3 separate regions of the Mus musculus genome follow, and all the other regions are linked to region 3. Evidence: chromatin contacts called from public Hi-C and HiChIP or PLAC-seq data. All regions are on one chromosome and are shown on one strand. Each heading gives the region's core, a stretch centred on a gene start, on an enhancer-like site or on the middle of the called end of the contact. The rest is flanking DNA. Distances are from core to core; before and after follow the strand shown. Region 1 overlaps Slc37a1 (solute carrier family 37 (glycerol-3-phosphate transporter), member 1). Region 2 overlaps Gm30729 (a long non-coding RNA gene). Region 3 has its middle 35 kb from the start of Gm41563.

Region 1 (4,387 bases), core at 840-3,339, 490 kb after region 3:
AGGGAATAAAGCATGGAACATTGTAAAGATTTGAGTTCCTTCAGAAGGGTAGCAAGAACAAAATGTAGCAAAAAGGGCTGGTGAGATGGCTCAGTGGGTAAGAGCACCCGACTGCTCTTCCGAAGGTCCAGAGTTCAAATCCCAGCAACCACATGGTGGCTCACAACCATCTGTAACGAGATCTGATGCCCTCTTCTGGTCTGTCTGAAGACAGCTACAGTGTACTTACATATAATAATAAATAAATCTTTAAAAAAAAAAAAAAAAAAAAAAATGTAGCAAAAAGGCCCCACAACCAAGATGCTAGCTTGTCTCTAGCAACCCCACCCACTTCCTTCTGCTCCCCCACCTCCCACAAAGCCCTGTGTTGGAAGATCTCTTACCTTCACTATGCTGATAGGCTTTCGGGATAAGTGGAAGCTTGCATAGAGCAGAAAGGTCAGCATAAAAATGAAAGCCCGGTACCTGGAACACAGGAGAAGTGTCATACTGTGCCACCTTCCAGTTAGTCACACACCGGCCCCGTTTTCAATCTCACAAGGAAAGGCAGCCTTGAGCCCTGAGCCCCCAGCTCCAGTCCAGGTGCTAACAGCCAACATTGTTGCTGTCTTCAGACATACCAGAAGAGGGCATCAGATCCCATTACAGATGGTTGTGAGCCACCATGAGCCACCTGGGAATTGAACTCAGGACCTCTGGAAGAGCAGTAAGTGCTCTTAACCACTGAGCCATCTCTCCAGCCCACAGCCAATTATCTTAACAGCTGCTTATCTCAACTCTAACTCTTCCCTGTAGAAGGGACCTCAAAAGCCAGTGAGGCTCTGTTCTCTGAAACCCGGACTTAGGGGAGAGCAGTCGTCTGGCCAGTCCCTTGCGTACTTCTAAATACAGCTTGCTTTAATCAGACATTCATGGTTATGTTTTTTGTTTTGTTTTTGTTTTTTGTTTTTGTTTTTGTTTTTTGTTCTTTCTCTCAGAAGCCCTGCAGGATCTGGGAAAAGCGAACAGAACATCGTTTGCTCCCCAACCCCCACAACAAACAGCTCTCTAGTGGACTCTGCCTGGGAAGTCTACAATTCAAGCCAGGTTTGACACCCATCTACATGGCAATAGTGTCAGACTCCAGGATTGAAGAACCCATCCTCCCACACAGTCCCCACTAATACACTGACATCTAATAAATTGGGGTTCCTTCAGGCCCCGATGCTTGTTCAGTTCATTTGTGTGAGTGGCTCTCCACACCTGGAGAAACCCTCTTTTGCATTTGCTGTAAAGCCCTCAGAGCCCAGCCAGGTAGGCAAGAGTTGTCTCCCCTGACTAGGAGACTTCTGAAACCATAAACTGTAAGAAGTGACCATCTCTGCAGGATGCTCAGGGCTTGAGAAGAGTTGTCTAAAGCCTGGGCCAGCCAGTGTGGGGAGATCTGCGAGGAGAGTTGGCTCTGTGAGGGAAAGTACCTGACAGCCTCAGCTTGAGCCCCAGAACCCACAGAGTCAAAGGTGGGACTCCATCCCTGAGAGTCACACTCGACCTTTGCAACTCACCAGTGCAGGTGCGCATTCACACCCATACACACATAAACAAAACGAATAAACAGATGTCTTAAAAAAAAAAAAAAAAAAAGACTAGAGGCCAAAAACAAAACAAAGCACAAAACAACAAAACCAAAACCAACCACATTTCCAGACTTAGTTAAAGAAGTGAAGAAGGCAGGGTGGTGATCCTGTGGAGTGGGGCAGGGTGGGGGAGGGAGGAGCCAAACCACATTAAGAAACTTGCTTCTGAATAAAGAGCTCTCTTCTCTCTGGAGAAGCCTGGGGGGGACGTTCCTCTAGGACACTCCGTCCAAGTCCACGAGGTGACCCGAAGAAAAGCAAGCACTTAGTCTCCCGCACTTAGGAGACAGAGCTGGGCACATGCTGTCTCTCACTGTCTCTGCTTGTATGTGTGTGTGTGTGTGTGTGTGTGTGTGTATGTGTGTGTGTGTGTGTGTGTGTGTAATGCCTCTGAATGCCTCCCTAGAGCAGAACACAAGGTACTTTCCAATCTTTGGCTGAAGCTGCTCTGCTGCCCATCCCCCGAGCCTGAGGCTGGGTGTGATGCCATCCACTGACCTCCAGCAACCTTATTTCCGTTTCCAGCTCACAGCCGGACTCTAGCTCCTCTCCGGATACTCAGCCTGGGCAAGGCTATCCCTCCAGAGTCTCTCAGTTAGACCCAGGAGCCTGGGATATCTTCCAATGGCCCCTGCCCAGTCCTGCTTGGCTAAGGTTTTACCTGGTAGGGGGATGACTCATGGCTTTAGGCTGTGTCTGTCCGGTCTACTCCACTGCTAGAATTGAAACCTCCCCTATAGTGAGTGATAAGGGCAGAGGAGCCCAGCCCAGCCAAACTGCATTCCTCAGTCTCAGTAGGTTTCAGTCAAGGAGACTTGAAGATAAGTTGAGAGTAGCTTTGAGCCCTAGTTTCTACCAGGCCCTTCTGCAGGTGGCTCTGGGAAGGTGGTTGGGACACGCAGGCAAAGCGGCTCCTCAGGACAAACCCTCATTCATGCTGGGGAAGCCATGAATGTACCCCTTCAGGAAGAGAGAGCCTCACTCAGTCAGGGCTCCTCCTGTGGGCTGGAGTCAAAGGTCAATGCAGGGAATGCAGGCAGCATTTCCCCGAGGCAGAAAAGGAAGCCTTATCTTCAAGCCTACTTCCTCCATTTCCAAAGTCACCCTTCTTCCCCTTTCCTCAGCTTCTTAGGGGACCTGGGGTGAGGGAGAGGCAATGGCTGCCGACGTCCTTCACCTTTCAGGAAGGTCTGCTGGTAAGAGCTGCTCTCAGCTAGCGGCCATCCCGCCCAGCCTGGCCTCAGGGAGAAGAGCCTCCTGTGCTGTCATGGAGTTAGGATTCTGCTAAGGTCCCTCGGAATTCTCCTGGAATTCCCTTGTTCCACCTTAGTAGCTTTACCACCATCCTCGTCACCATTCCTAAAGCAGGAGGTGGAAGTTGTCCCTTCTGCTGGACCATTCCCCCACGGACAGGAACAGGGTTCCTAACATCCCTTATTCAGAAATAAGGTCCTGAAGATGTAATGAGTTAGCCTGAGGTCTTGTCAGGTTAGGATGGCCCTAAACACAAGGACTGGTGTCCTCTTCTGAAAAGAAGATGCTAGGCTCGGTGGCACATGCCTTTAATCCCAGAATTCAAGGGACAAAGGCAGATGGATCTCTGTGAGTTTGAGACCAGCCTGGACGATATAGTGAGTTCCAGGATAGCCTGGGATAGAGAAGGAGACCCTGTCTCAAAAAAGCAAAAGTCCATGCAGAGATACCAAGGAGGGAGTGTGGTCATAGAGACAGAGCTTGCCAGAGATGCTGCAGCGCAGGCATGACAGAGGAAGGAGGATGTTATCTGAAATCACTACATGGCCTTGACCCTGCTGCACTTTGACCTTGGTTGGCCCCTCAGCCTTCCAAGCTGTGATGGACACCGTTCTTGGTGTTCTGTTCCGGGAGAGGACCAGGTCTTTGGTTTTATGTGATGCTACAGGTAGGCTTGGAAGATGAAGTAAATAAAGAGAAGCCAAGGGGCTCTGAATTTTCTCTCCAGTGCCCCCTTAAGAAGGTATGACAAGCAGGACAGGCCAATACAAGAACCGAACCTGGGTTAACCCCGAGCTTCTAGCAAAAAGCTCACATCCCATGAATGCCAGCTCAGGGCCTGGATGCACCCCAGACTCTCCTCGGGGATAGCTCTTATATTTGACACTGTAACATAACACTATTATCTATGCCACTTGAGGACCAGTAAAGTCACAACAACAACAACCCAAAATCACATACCCCGCACTCCTAATAAGCCTCCAAATATTTTAAGACATGACTTTTGTCGGTAGGGCTGTACCAATTGCCATCTGCCTACTGAGAAGGAGATCTCTGAGGAGTGGGCCGTGAGGCTTACAGACTGGCCCTACTGTGCAGAGCTCAGAACAAGCAACCTCATGGCCCGTCATGGTAGATGACAGCAACTTCCCTAGCTATAATGACGGGACTCCCTAGCAGGACAGACTCTACCCTCTAGCATGCTGAAAAAGCCCTTCTTATTTAAATGACTTTTTTTCCAGGTATTTGGTTACAAAGATGAAACAAGTAGCCCCTGGGTGGGTGGGGTCAAAGGTCAATGAAAGGTAGGTTAACAGAGGCACTGTAGTCAGGTCTTGGCTCAGTGTCACCTGGCTCAGTCATGTAGGGATGCAACAGGCGCTTTTTTGAATCCAAGCTGCTTCTGAACTCAGAAGCCATGCAACCAGATACGGAAGGGAGGTCATGTCTTTGTCAGAGCCTTGATCAGGAGAGCCTGATGCCATTGAGTTGAACATTGCTCACTTAAGATTCCACCT
Region 2 (4,179 bases), core at 1,621-4,120, 320 kb before region 3:
TTTATATTTGTATTTAATTCATGTGGGAGGGGTGCACACACGTCACAGTGCCCATGCGGAGGTCAGAGGACAACTTGCAGGAGTTGGTTATCTCCTTCCACCGTGTAGGTTCCAGGAACCCACAAATCCTAGTATTGTGCCAAGTGCTCTCACCTGAATCAATTACTTGCTCCCCGGATAACGAGATTTTTTTAAACCTTTGACATCTTAGTGATTCAGTTGTGTTTTGCTTGGCATACTGGGTCAAGGGAGAGTTAACAAGACACTCTAAAGGCCAGCTCTTGAATGGTTGCCATTGTCACTGTGAATAAAATTAAATGTGGCTCAGAGTTCATGTGTCCTTCTGTCCCCTAGCCCAGGGAACTGTTGGGCATCTATACGCAGCTCTGAGATTCTGCAGGACACCTTCAGACAGGCAGTGCGTGGCGCCCAGAGCTGAGCCTCAGTTCTCCTGCATAGGCTTGCCTCCTCTGTGGGTCATCTGAGGACTTGGATTTAGGAACTGAATGTGGACAGAGCTCCCTGGCACAAGGCCTCTGCAAGTAAGTGCCCCACTCAGGATTTCTGTCCTTTCCTTTTCTCTATCTGCTCATTCAGCACGGAGCAGCCGCAGACTTTTTGCCACTCTCTGCTGAGCCTTCTCTAGAGTGACATGGACTGGAGGAGACCAGTGTGACTCCAGGAGACCACAGACCACCTAGCATTTCCCCTTCAGCCCCAGTGCAGCTCTCTTCAGCCAGGAAGTAGTTCCTGCTTTGTCTTAGCGCATTCTCTGGTGAGTGGGGTTGGTTTGTGGCAGGATTTCCCTGTATAATTCAAACAGGCTTCAAACCCAGATCCCTGCCTTGCCCTCCAATGTTTGGCGACAATAGTCACTGACTGTGAAACCTAGACAGGACCTTTCCATAAGTCTAACGGACATTATAGCCCCTTGGTGGACTCTGGCAGCCCTGGGGTAGTCCGGCTTTGCTGGGAGCAGGGGAGCTATGACCTTTCTGTGGCAAGTGCCTCACTGATGGGCTGTTTACCATGACTTTTTCATTATTAGCCTCCTGGCTCTCTCAGGAAGCTAGCCTAGAAAAGACCTTTATTTTAGCTCTAAGTAACACACACACACACACACACACACACACACACACACACGCTGACAGTATCAGGATGTGAATCCCTGCAACTGGAGAGGCAGCCCTAGCAGTTCAGAGCAGCTCTGAGTAACAAGGCCAGCATGTTCGCCAAGTACACACACCCAGAAGCCTGTCCTCACCCAGGTAGGGCACAGAGCCAAGCAGGCACTGTGGGGACACAGCAGATCCCAACAAAGCACCATTCCCAACATGCCCAGCAGCTGATCAAGGACAAACTGTCACCTGACCTCTCTGAAGATGAGGGTATTACCTAGGACCTGAGAGGTCACAATAGTCTCAGGTTGCAACCATGGGGGAGAGGGGGGCATAGCATAGCAAGTAGACAGAGCACTGGAGGGAATTTTGCTATGTTCTCCATTCCGAACTACATACTGTGTCTCTGTAAATGAAACCTGAGCCAAGCCAAAGTTTAGTTTAAAAGCCCAGTGCAGCTGAGTCTGTGGTTCTAACACTAGAGAGGCTAAGACTGCAAGATCTCAAGTTCAGGCTAGCCTAGGCTACATCAGAAGAACTGGTTCAAAAACAAACAAACCAAAAACCTCAAAGTTGCAGGGAGAAAGTGACTGGACTTGTGTCCTCTGAACCCTCGAAAGTCCAGAAGCTCGGCTGTGTCTTCCTGAGTTCACTGGAGACTCCTCGGGATTGGGCAGGACACCTTGCAGGCACAAAACCAGCTGCCACCAGGCTTTTGACCAGCAGGCATGGTGACATGACAGCTACAGCCCCTCTTGTAGAAGGTGAGTACAGAAGGCCTCATTGGGCTATCCTGGAGCAAACACATCTGACTCCTGCCAAGTGCCCAGTGACAGGCACCAAGAGACACTGGAAAGACATTGTGAAATACCAAAAAGTTATCATTTCAACGTGTAATCCATATATAAAGTCTAGGTGATGCACAGCCGTTCTGCCACAGTCTCAGAAAGTCACATGTGCTTGCATCCCAGTCGTGTGTCACAGGAAACCAGCCTGCTCATGGCTCACAGCTGTGATAAAGGCCAAGGCTGCTCTACACCCAAAGGTGAAAGGATGTTATCCAGAGACAAGCTGGGATAGGGACAGAGGGAACTCTGAGGCAAGGTTTGCAGAGGTAACAGGCATAAAGGCCCAGGCAGCAGAGGACAGAGGGCTGGCCAGGTAGAGCCCAGTCAGGAAGGCTGTGGAGACATGCAGGTGGGAGCACGCAGGAGCTAGAGTCCGGGATAGGTTCCCTGGTGGCCTCTGGACTCAGGAGCTGAGGCAGGATTACCATGGATTCCAGCCTAGTCTGTCCTACAGGGTGAGACCTGTTTCAGAAAAAAAAGAGAAAAAGAGAAGAGGGAAGAGGAAGGAGATGAGAGAAAAGATAAAGGACCAAAGAGAGGAAGGAGAGAAGAGGAAAAGGTAGCCTGGGCCTCTGACCTCCCCTCCTGTTAGGCAGGACAGCCTATTAGATGTCCTGAACCCCTACATGTGGTCCCTGCTCTCAAGAGGGACTTGTGCTGTTGGAGTCTGCCAAAAGACCCTCACTCACAAAGACCACAGAGATCGCCATCATTGCAAACTGCAAGAGGTTTTTTTTTTTTTTTAATTGATCCAACACGTTGGGGACCCTCCTAAGCACGCAGACAAGAGGAGAGACTCTGAGTTAAAAAAGAACACACTTTTTATACCTTGTAAGGGGCAGATTTAGGCAACAGGACTAGCTGGCTTATTCTCATTGGTGTAGCAAGTAACCCTTTCAGGCATTGGTTGGTTTGCACTGGGTGACTACCTTTGGCCTAGTGACTCACTCTGCCTGCCCTTATGGTGGGTTATCAGCAAAGCAGCAGTACATTTTGAACTTATTGGTCAGCTATTAACGTCACAGCTATTAACATCACAGCTATTAACGTCATGGTCAAGGGGAATTCTAGTGACAAGGTCAGGGCGGTTTGTGGTTTTTCTCAGAATTCAGTGTGGGGTGGGGTAGGGGAATATTTCTGGGAACTGCTAATCTTTTTGTGGCAGCTGCAGGCTTAGTCTGGCCTTTTTGGCCACTAGTTTGGAAAGGGGGAAGGGGCTGGGTGGTCTTGAATTTATTTTGGATTCTACAGAGGGTCTTGTAAACCATGGGTCTGTTTCCATAGTAACCCATCCAGAGACTCTCCACCACTAAGTCAGTCTTTCCTGGCCACACAGAAGCCACTAGTCCATGGACAGCAGATAGGGATGCAGGCAGCTGTAGGAAGGGAGCCAGGCTGAGGTAGGAAAGCTGGCCTCACTCTCTGTGTCTAGTTGCTGGGGTTGGGGGAGACTGCCCCAGCAGTCAGTTGTACCCACTTCTCCACAGGGACAAGGTTCACTGAGGAGGTAGATCACACTGGGTCCCTGACTTCTGCAGGAGGGAGGACCAAGCAGGGGCTGGACCACCTGCGTCTTGATGGACACAGCGCTGGCTTTCTTCCCAGGCTCAGAACGCACCTTTTCTTCTTGGGACTCGCTGCCTTTCTGCACCCAGGCTAAAAATTGCTTCAGATCTTCCTGGAGTTACTCATTGCCTGGGTCCGTCAGTCTTTAAATCCTGTTGTTATTTCTATGTTGGGTCCCAGGAACAAAAGCTGAAGAGGTATTCAACCAGAAGTGACCAGAGTCACTTCCTGCTTAAGCTGTACCTTCCAGAGGGTGGGCAGTATTGATTACACCACAGCACAGTGGCCGTGATAACTTTGGGAAGGCAGTGGCCTGTCACTCATCTGACTTCCCAGAATGCAATTTGCTCCCTAAGGCAGTCACACGAGTTGACTTTGTCTTAAGTTATTATGTGCTGAGATCTGCTGAGACACAACTGCAAAGCAGAGCCTGAGATGGGACGGGATTCAGGTGTGTTTGTGGGGTGGCTCTCTTGAGACTTGATTGGCCAAGTTCAAATTCTTTGTCTCAGCCTCATGCCCTCTTCAGTCTTACCATTTACCACCCCCTGTTCAAAGTACTATTGCTCCCCACAAGCCAGTCGGCTGTGTCCCACTTCCTACAAGGCTGACATTGCTGAAACAGGCACATAGGTGACTGCTGCAGT
Region 3 (4,359 bases), core at 525-3,024:
AAGAGATGACGGTTCGGGTGGCCTCGATCCACATGGAGAAGCAGCAGCTCCTGATCTGCAAGAGCCACTGCCTGTCAGCTCACAGGGCTGCTTTCCTTCTAAGTCCCGTCGCAACCCCGCTGTCCTGTTCTGGAACTTTCCTCGGAAGTCTCAGCTGCTCTGGGCCCTGCTTGGAAAAGTTCCTGTCGTTTTCAAATCCTAGAGCCCATGTCCTGTGGCCCTGGGTCAGTAATCTCTGAGAAGTTTCCAGGATCCAGGGTCTTCCGGGACAGAGCGTATTTGCTGGGGCTGGAGGCACTGAGCAACTCCCTCCTATCCCCCCTGCTGGCCTCTCTGACCCACACAAAGATTGTGGGGCTGGCATTTGTTCTGCCCCTGAGGCAGAGAGGCCCACCCTTATAGAGGGGTCATGCTCTTTAAGCTCCCGAGTGGTGCATCTCTCCACCCTTCTGGTTGTGTGGCTCAAGGAACCACGCAGGCACGGGGTTTCCTCGGTACAGCACAGGGTTCCATTCCAGCTGTCAGCTAACTGTTCTCTCTGTGGCTGGAACGCATCCTCCTCTCACAAAGCTTGTCCACTACGCAGCCTCACCCTGCTCTGCTTGCGTATCCACCTGACCCATCATAGAAAAGACATCTTAAAGATCATGTCAGTATCCTTAGCCTTGTTAGGTCTGCCCACCCGGACCTGGCCCAACCTAGAGTAGCTATCCCACTGTAGCCATCTGCCCTGTGGCTTTTGAGCTTCTGCGCATGCGCTGCTCGTGCAGGTCGCCATGAAGAGACGACTTTGGGCCTGACACGCAGTGTGCACGCTCACGAACAAATGCTTGCATATGAATGTACCAGTGTGTGAGAGTAGGCTCATTATGTGCCTGCGTGGGTGTGCACGCTGTGAACCTATATGTGCGTGTATATCTATAGAAACCGTGAACATCTATGTGCGATGTCCGCATGTACCATACAGGCGCATGTGCCTCTTGAGTGGATCTCATGGGTGTATATGTGTCTGTGTGAACACGTATGAATGAAAGTCCTCCCGTTTAAGGAAGAATGGTGTGCTCTGGTAGGCTGGGAGAATTTCTAGGCCGCATGTCGCTCTGCTTAGGGTGACCAGGGCTTCCACCCCTGACCCCATTCAGTGGTGCCTAGAGAGTGCCTGATGTCTTCACAATCATCCACCCTCGTGAACTCATTCAACACATTTCTCCTAGATTTCAGCAGATGCTCACGCAGCTATAGGCACATGAATGGAGAGTCTTCTGATGGGGATGGCAGCACCTCAGAGGCCAAGGAAGGCAGGCCACTGAAGCTCTGCTGAGTGCACTCTTCCTTCCTTACTGCCCATGGGCCACCCTCACTCCCTTCTGGGTTTGTGTATCCACCTGGCCTTCTTTCCTTCCAAGTACCCAGTGGACAAAGCTAAAAGACCCCTGTGGCACTAGAAAGAGGGCAAGGGGCAGTAGGGGGCTAGCAGGCAGGACATATAGCTCCTAGGACAGCTGTCTGTCCTTGACCTTCAGAGCACCATATGCCACGTTGGCCACCCTTTAAAGAGCAGCTGATTGTCTCAAATGCTGCCCTGCTCTGGAACCTGCACGCCCTCCCTCCGTGGACCGCAGGCTGCCAGCTGAGTGGCGGGTGGCAGCTGCCCTGAGCTGGAAGCTTTTGATTTGCGTCAGTGCCTAGCTGGCCAGGAGGGGCCTGCACGGCGGGTGCTTGGCAGCTGCAGAGAGTCACAATGACATCACGGCTCTCAGGAACCCAGGCAAGCATCCCAAGAGAGACAGACAGCATGGTCAACAGAGCCACATGCTGCTGAGCCCTCACCCCTCTCCCCACGGTGCAGGGCTTTGAAGGCAGTTTCCATGATGCGCACACCGCGGAGGTCAAGCTCCCAGAGGCGGAGCGGAAGTGGATTATCCCTCCCACATTGGGCTCCCTTTGGCTCCCAGAGCAGCCGGCTTGTCACTCTGTGTCTACCGGGTCATGGAGAACTCCTGCTAATTGAGGCCCTCGGTAGGAGCCCTCACCACGCCTGCAAACCTGCAATTTCACAGAGATAAAAGCGTCCTCAAAGAGCCCCCAGTGTGAGCACTGGGAGACAGAGGGGTCAGAAAGAGGGGGCACTGTCTACTCTTTCCTGGTGTGTCACAGAGGCTGTGCCGTAGCCTAGCCTCTTCCTGGGTGGAAAGAGATGGGCAGTCAGTAGTAGGGGTGTGTAAACCTACATGTGTCCCTCCACAACCCCGATCCTCCCCACCCCTCCTCCCGTGTGCCCTCTCATTTTTACTGATGCCTCCTGCTCTGGGCAGGAGCAGTTGTGAATCACTTCAAAGACTGGGTGGTTTATCCTTACAAAGAATTTCTGGGAAGGCGCCGGCAGCCTGCTCTCTCTCTCTCTCTCTCTCTCTCTCTCTCTCTCTCACTCACACACACACACACACACACACACACACACAGAGAGAGAGGGAGAGAGAGAGAGAGAGAGAGCAAGCAAGCGAGCAAGCGGTTGTCACCATGGTCACCCAGCCCATCCCCCTCCTGTCAGCAAAATGCTCCAACTTGTGGCAGTAATTACCCCTGGTGGAGCTGCCCATATCCCTTCTGCTAGTGTCTACAAGGTCGTTCATGCTCCTTAGCCAAAACACCCTCTTTCTGTTCCCATGGCCTCTGTACCCCTCATTGAGTCCTGGGTTGAGAATAAGGTATGTGTGTGTGGGGGGGTGCAGTTGTGATTGCAATGGACTTGTGGTCAGACACTAGTTGCCCTGCTGGCTTAGCAGACTGAGGGATTGGGCATCGCCTGTGAAGGTGACCTGGGCTCTTTACATCTTGGTGAAGGCTTCTTAGTGCTCTGTGATCCGAGTCATTTTCCCCCTTACTCCCCAAGGGAGGTCCTTACCAGCTTCTCTCCCTGGAATCCAAGAATCCGGGAAAAGAAGGTTTCCAGAGACTCCAAACCAGCCAGGTTGAAGGGGCGTAGGCCCACAGGAAAGCAGTTAAAGGGCCCCACCTTGAGAGTTAAGATCTTGTGCTCAGGATCCGTCAGCCTAGGGGACAGGAAGCTGGCACTAAGAGCCTAGGGTGGTGACAGACAGTGTGTGACAAACAGTGTCTGATTCGCATGGAACTGTGGTTTGGAGAACGCCAAGGCCTCACTGTGTTCCCTCCCCACCAAGCAACTGTGTGGCTCCCATTTCCAAGTGTCTGGGACCTTCCCTCGCCCACCCCACCATGCTTTCTAGGCTCGTTCTGTGTGGTTGAGAGGCTGAGTGCTGAGTCACCCGTGGGTCCCTAACTTGGAGCATCTTAGTGTATTTGTTTCCTGTGGCCGATGAAGCGAAGCACAGAAGGCTGGGTGGCTTAAACCACAGACATTCACTGTCTCCGAGATCTGGAGGTCAGAAGTCCAAGGTTGAGGTGTGGTCAGGCAGCTGTCCAAAGGTCTCAGGGCAGCTGGTGACCAGCTTCTCCAAACCCCTGGTGCTGTAGAACTCCTAAGACCCTGCCTCATCACCTGGCCTTCCCTGGCAGGCATCTCCTGTTTCATGGATGTCATAGTTACAATGTTTGCCTTTAAGAGCTAGCAGTCCAAGGCTTGCTCATCTCTATAGCCTCGCCCTAGACACAGCTTCTTCTAAGTATAGTTCCACTCACAGGTGCCCCATGGACAGACGGGTAGACTATCAGTCAATCACTTAGGGATTTGCAGGAGAGTGCTCCCCTATGTCAATCAACTTTCTCTAACTGACCCAACTGGGTGAACAAGTAAGGAAACAAACCCCGTTGTGTGCGACAGAGCCAGGACTACAGCCTAGGCCATGTGCCTTGATTTTCTTCTGCCCGTGCTGGGGTGGAACGGGGGGGGGGGGTCTCGAGGAGGGGAAGTCTCCCAGGCACCATTGAGCATCTCTAGCTGGAGGGGACTCTCCTTTTGTGATCAGATTCTCAGCCTGACTCCCCACTTACCAGCCCTGTGACCTCTGCACGGGTTCACCTCGCAGACATGTGGCTGGCCACCAGCCGCTGGCTGTCTGATTTCTCCTGGCTTGTAGTTCTATGTGGCTGCCCAGCATGGCATGAACCTGACCTCTAGCCACCAGGGATAGAGCTGTGTGTGTCAGATGCCAAGGAGGCCTTGTGACATGCCAGGGCTCTGAGGCTGGCAGAGTCAGTATGTGTGGCTAGTCACTTAGGTCACAGGCCAGGCCACACAGAGTCAGAGGGGATCTCCAGTCTTCTCACCCAGATGCATAACAGACCCTCTCTCTCTTTCCTATCTATTTCTGCTGGAGTCAGTGCCCTGACTATAAAAGTGAGGCTCCTGAGGTCTCAGTAGGTCAGGCTGCTACAGGT

The links. Hi-C and Micro-C count contacts between places; a contact is called where the count stands out from the background. HiChIP or PLAC-seq counts read pairs in DNA pulled down with a chosen protein or histone mark.
Region 1: a contact with region 3 is called in a FOXA1 HiChIP or PLAC-seq map of pancreatic cancer cells. The contact joins two enhancer-like sites.
Region 2: a Hi-C map of muscle stem cells shows a contact between it and region 3, with 2.8 times the contacts expected there. The contact joins two enhancer-like sites. A contact is called at or near these places in 2 of 484 Hi-C or Micro-C datasets (muscle stem cells and nephron progenitors) and 2 of 115 datasets of contacts at active chromatin or transcription factors (embryonic stem cells and pancreatic cancer cells).

Annotation. Positions count from the first base shown.
Region 1 is chr17:31,303,358-31,307,744 of GRCm38.p6, reverse strand. Slc37a1 (solute carrier family 37 (glycerol-3-phosphate transporter), member 1) reads right to left here. Exons shown (of 20, transcript NM_001242427.1): 3 at 384-465. Among named protein-coding and RNA genes, the nearest start is that of Slc37a1, 9.3 kb to the right of the region's middle. Within about 2 kb of position 2,089, at least 128 of the 459 cell types and tissues checked have an H3K27ac peak or open chromatin away from gene starts, as enhancers often do. A contact at or near this core is called in pancreatic cancer cells, where this site is marked.
Region 2 is chr17:32,107,697-32,111,875 of GRCm38.p6, reverse strand. Gm30729 (a long non-coding RNA gene) reads left to right here. Exons shown (of 3, transcript XR_385541.3): 2 at 598-775; 3 at 1,692-1,745. Among named protein-coding and RNA genes, the nearest start is that of Gm30729, 3.2 kb to the left of the region's middle. Within about 2 kb of position 2,870, at least 39 of the 459 cell types and tissues checked have an H3K27ac peak or open chromatin away from gene starts, as enhancers often do. A contact at or near this core is called in muscle stem cells and pancreatic cancer cells, where this site is marked.
Region 3 is chr17:31,788,251-31,792,609 of GRCm38.p6, reverse strand. No RefSeq gene overlaps it. Among named protein-coding and RNA genes, the nearest start is that of Gm41563, 35 kb to the left of the region's middle. Within about 2 kb of position 1,774, at least 185 of the 459 cell types and tissues checked have an H3K27ac peak or open chromatin away from gene starts, as enhancers often do. A contact at or near this core is called in muscle stem cells and pancreatic cancer cells, where this site is marked.